Regions from separate parts of the Zea mays genome. Here region 2 is linked to region 1. Evidence: chromatin contacts called from public Hi-C data. All regions are on one chromosome and are shown on one strand. The core of a region is the stretch at or near the end of the contact, and the rest is flanking DNA. Distances in the headings are between cores, read along the strand shown. Region 1 holds the start of LOC100280134 (nucleic acid binding protein). Region 2 holds the start of LOC541882 (G2-like 1).

Evidence for each region. Hi-C and Micro-C count contacts between places; a contact is called where the count stands out from the background.
Region 2: a contact with region 1 is called in a Hi-C map of leaf, with 4 times the contacts expected there. The contact joins the promoter of LOC541882 here to the promoter of LOC100280134 in region 1. A contact is called at or near these places in 4 of 25 Hi-C or Micro-C datasets (bundle sheath, ear, leaf and 1 more).

The regions. Positions count from the first base shown.
Region 1 is chr9:3,915,890-3,918,589 of Zm-B73-REFERENCE-NAM-5.0, forward strand. LOC100280134 (nucleic acid binding protein) reads right to left here and starts at 1,359. Exons shown (of 3, transcript NM_001153067.2): 1 at 977-1,359; 2 at 660-827. The coding sequence starts at 1,214.
Region 2 is chr9:4,109,852-4,112,551 of Zm-B73-REFERENCE-NAM-5.0, forward strand. LOC541882 (G2-like 1) reads right to left here and starts at 1,391. Exons shown (of 6, transcript NM_001111548.1): 1 at 645-1,391; 2 at 381-521; 3 at 1-292. The coding sequence starts at 1,229.

The sequences.
Region 1 (2,700 bases), core at 109-2,608:
AGCTTGGCTAGCGAGATTTGCTAGCCAAATTTGGCTATCGAGGGAGTCAATTTAGAGAGCTGGATAGCTTGGCAAGTTAAATGGCTAGTCTGTTGAATAGCTATTTTGCTATTAAGTAGCTAAAATTTAGCTTGACAAGCTATTTAGCTAGTCTCTTGAAGATGCCCTAACAACTACAACTGGTACATCATTTATTCATTGGTAAGGAATGCATGATGAGAGAGATAGTAGGATGGGCAACATGAGACAGAGCAAACTGTAGATCAAGTTAGTCCACTGAACATGGTAAGGCTTGCTACATTACTATCCTTCACAATGGTTGTTAATGATGAATCCTGCAGCTGACCCAAATCATAAGCATCAACAAGAAGCAAAAGGTGATCCGCCCACGATTCATAAATCATGAGAGATGTCACATTGGCACAGCATCCTACGGACATGTAACTCAAGAGCTGAAATATCCTCCAAGATGGTGTCATGAAACTAAAGTAAAACAGAAGAATGGTAATCCAAATAGCTCATAGTTGCTAACTAGCTGCTGTTAGCATTCTTACTACTAGCATGCATTGCACACCACCCCAGCATCACAACGTTTAGTCTGTTCATAGCACACAAGTGACCGATAACTTCTTGATCCGATCAGGAGTGTAGTAACTAACCCGTAGAGCCCTCGTAATAGGCCTCGGGGCCCTCGACAAAGAGGACACGCCGCAGCACATCCTCCCTGTCCATGCCCACCAGCCTCAGGTATGGCTCGGCGGCCTTGGACTGCACGCAGCAGAACTTGATCTTGGCGTGCTTATCCGTCCTAATCACCCACTTCACCCCTGCATTGCAAAGGCGAGAACAATTTCTCGGTCACGAGAGCATCACGGATCCAACAATCGGAGTGCACATCAATCGTTCGCCCAATTGTGAAGACAACGAAATGATCCCTTGAGAAAACCCCAGAGCAGGGTGTCGCTGTTCCACTCACCGCGGTGGCAGAGGTGACAGACGCCGTCGTAGATGAGCACCCGCGGCTGCAGGAGGGTCGGCACGGTGGCCGCCACGGTGGTGGCGGCAACGGACGTCGAGGCGGCGCGCGGCGGGTCCTCGTCGATGACAAGGTCGTCGGCGGAGGAGGCGGGGGACGCGTAGCCGCGGCAGAGAAGGCTCGCGAGGGACGGCGCGAGGCGGGTTCGGACGGCGCCTCCGATGGTTCTGGCGAGCATCTTTTTCCCCCCTCTTCCCTTCTCTCGAACGGCGAGGCGGCGGTTCTTGGTTTTACTTTTTTTCTTTGCTTCTGCTTCGTGTCCTCTTCCGTTTCTCAGCGCTGCCCGCCTATCATCACAATTCAGAAAAAAAAAACCAGTCGATGTTTTTTCTTAATGTATAGTCTGAGAAAGATAAAGCATGGGAACTAATAATGATTTCAAATTATCAATGATTCTTTTCATAACAAAAAAGAGCGATAACATTTCCTTACGCAAAACAAACCACGGTCTTAAATGGAAACTTTTGATCACAAAATGAGAAAAGTGGTGCAAATTCCCCAAAAAAAATCTCAAAAAAATTGTGCATCATATATATTTAAAAAAATAAAACAAGGTCTAAAATAGACCCAAAAATCTACAAAGACTATCACGGAAATCAAGAACGCACATACATAAAGTAGATAAGTATCCCCTTCTAGTTTTTATTTAACGTTTTTTATATACATTTAAACTATCGAGGTCCAGTAAAAAAATAGAGGTAGTATTACTCACGTAGAGTTAGTTTGAAGTGTCCATAAAAAAGGAATTATAAGGCTGGTTTTATCTTTTCAGGCTATATCTACCATCACATTGTTATTCATCAGACTTTATCTGCTAGCATTAGCTCTTATCTATTGCAACACTTCAATAACAACATTTATCTTCAATCTATAGTCACTTCAGTGCCACATCAGTTTTTGTTAAAAAAATTTGTTTCTCGAAAAATACAGAAAAAACACATGTTTTTATATATTAAGAAAAAAATGTAACAAGGCCTTAGAGAAGACCGAAAAAATACAAGGTACTCTTTATGAAGACCAGAAACATGCATACAAAAAGGATCCATAAAAAATAGAAACCATCACTACAAACTCCATAGACAGCAACCCTCAAGATTCGGGCAAAAGAGCTGCTAGATAGGATAGCCCATTGGCCCCTACAATTTCTCACATTTTTCTCTCTTCATCAGCGAGCTGGATGTCTAGGTTTTTTTTTGCAAATTGTAGCACCACAAAAACCATCAACTAAAAATAATAAATTTAGTAAATACGGTAATAATTTTTAAGTGATTAATTATTTATTTGCATTTTCATCGTTTTCTTTGCATGCGCTTGATTGATTATCGGATGTTTATTATCAATTCCTTTTTAAAGAAAAACCTAGTAAATAATATAATAATTAAATAATATAACAATTATTAGTCTAAAAATAAATATGTTATTTATAAATAGTTTTGGTGCATTTTTTATGAATTTTTGAGCTATATAAAAAGGTATTTCGCAATTAAAAAGAAGAAGAAAAAAAACAAACTTCACCAGCCAGCCCACTAGGGGCCCATCCCCAAACCTTAGCCTCTAACGCGCACGCCTGCTCACCAGCCAAGCCGCCGCCACCAGCCTCTACTACTCTCCTCTCCCTCCTCTGTTCTCTCTCTCCCCTAACTCTCTCTCTCCTCTCTGCTCTC
Region 2 (2,700 bases), core at 141-2,640, 190 kb after region 1:
GCGGCGGGGCGCGGGGGGCGAGATGCCGAGGCCACATTGGCACCCGGGGTGACTCCACCGCTGGCGTCGGACTCGGATGGCCCCAGACGTGCAGTGGCCTCCCGAAGTGCTGCACCGGACGAGGAGGGGTCCCCGCCGGCGGAGGGAAACCGATGGTCGGCACGGTCCACGCGTTAGAGTCGGGCCTCTTCACGGCGCCGCTGGGGGCAGCGTACATCGGCCGCCGGTGCGTCGTCCACGTCGCTGCCTCCACCTCCCTCGCAAGCATGTGCTTCCTGTGGGAACGGTACTTCTGCTCCAATTTAGATAGCCAAAATCGGTCGCGGGTTAGCACAAAGGAAACATTGGTAGTAGCTGCTGGAGTACGTCGCGGCACGGACCTGCAGATGGCTGGCTATGTTATGCCGCGTGAGGGAGTCGATCCCCATGATCTCGAGGATCCTGGACGGCACCGCCTTGTCGATGCCCAGCTCCTCCACCGCCTGAACGAATCTCCGGTGAAGCTCCGGCGTCCAATCCACCTGTGTTAAGTTAAGACATGTCAGCAGAGCACACATGCATGGTATCATCGCTTTGTTTTGCTATATATTTAGGGCTTTGCAATTATTGCTATACGCCTATACTGCATGCGTAGCCCTGCGTACCTTTGCTTTCTTCTTCCCTTGGGAGTGCTTCTTGGACACCTTGCGCCGGCTCTCAGCCTCCTGCGACGACGATGCCGTCGACGACGGTGATTTTTCGCCGGCAAAGGCTCCTCCACAGCCGGCCTCACCGGAGTCGCTATTATTATTACCGGCGGCTGCTACCTCGTCGGCATGGTCGCACTCCCCTTTCCCTTCTTCCACGTCTGCGCACGCTGCGTCGTTGTCCTCGCCAAGGACACCACAACACGGATCCACGGCGCCTATGTGCGCCGCGTCCGCAAAGGGCAGGACACTGGGCACCTCCTGGTCCGTGACGCCGCCATCGCCGCCGGCGGTGGCGATTGCCTCGAAGTCAGCGAAGACGATCTCGGCAGGGTCGACCTCGAGGCCCGGCAGCGCGTCATCCCCGTCGTCTAGCCTGAGGAAGAAGTCCCCGAAGTCTATGTCGTCGACCGTGAAGTCGAAATCCAGGTCCGAGTCGGACACAGGCCCGACGGCGGTCTCCTCCATTTCCTTGCTGGCGCCTCCTCCGCCGCACTCCTCCGCATCGGCACACCGCACCGGCGACGGCGACACTGCAAGCATATCTCGAGCACGCCACACGAAGCCTAGTGTCTATACTATAGATACACTTCTTGGAGCGAGCTCAGGCAGCCAGCTATAGCTCAGGATCGAATGAAGTGCAGTGGAAGGAATGGCCTGTTAGGGTAGGTTGTTGTAGCTTGTCTCTGCACTGTTTCGCTGTTTTGCTGTTGGTGCCATATGGCGAGCCAGTAAGTACTCGCTCTCCGGGGAGTATTTGTGGCGAACGGCGAAGGCATCTCGACCACAAGCCTCGCAAAGATCTCTCTGAATCCTTTAGATGGGTGGCCTTGTCCGCGAGCGCAAGTGCAGCTTGGTCGCTTCTGCGAATTATTGTGGCCTCGTAGCGAGCGTGTGCCTGTGTGTGGCCGAGTCTTTTTTGGAACCGCCGGTTTTTTTTCCTTTTTCTTTTCGTTGATGCAACTCTGGGCAGAGAGGTGGACTCGATCTCGTGAGACGGTGGCGAACAACAGGAAGAGAACAAGATATGACAGCGGCTCAGCTGCATGTATATCGGCTGGAGACTGTACTAGTACAGTGACGTTTTCTACTGGCGGTCCTATTAGGTCTTCCCCAACGGGACATCGTGGAGTGCTGCCCTGAACTTCACGTCTGCGTTGAGCTTGGAGGTCATGCATGGAGGCTGCTGGATTCGTGGATTCTCAGTGTCTCGCAGAAGCTCCGATGGCCTAGTTCGAGACGGAGCAGTATATATAGTTCACAATTCTGGCCCTTTGCCGAGCGTTAAATAATTTGCTTATTGTTTTTCTTTCCACAGTCAACAAAACAAAAAAAAAACTCTTTACTAATTGTCAAACAAAAAACGCTCGACTAAAAAACACTCAGCAAAGAAACATTTTGGCGAGTGTTTTTTAACACTCGGCAAACAGCTAGAGAAATCATTCGCTGAATGTTTTTTTTACACTATGCAAATCAAATTTTGAAGAAAAAATAATTGAGCTGTAAAAGTTTTCAACTATAAAGTTGTATAACTCATCGAGATGTATATTTTTGTTTTGGTTATTTCTTTATAGGAAAAATAAAAGTAAATTTATTTATAAAACTTATATGTCTCTCTTGTAGTTTATGAAACTACAAGAGTGATGTATAATGTTGGGACTTGCTCTCACTCGCAAGGGGGGCCAACAATGGTGAACAGTGACGTTAATAGGGTTACGCGCTAGATGGCAATAGCTCTGTTAATCTGGCCTCCCACGGTCACTGTGCGAGGGTATTTATAGGTACCTGAGCGCCCAGCGCCTTGTGCTAAGGACGCATGTGCCCTGAGCTACCTAGGTTATCCCCAGAATATTCCCATAAAGCAGGGTTACAGACTGTAATTACAGGGATGCCTTTACAAATTAGGCCCGTAACACGCGGCGGCCACGCAGGGCCCGTTACACTGGGCCGGATCACACGTGGGCCTCTGAGCTGGACGAGGCCGCACTGTGGGATGACGCCGTCGCAGGCCTTC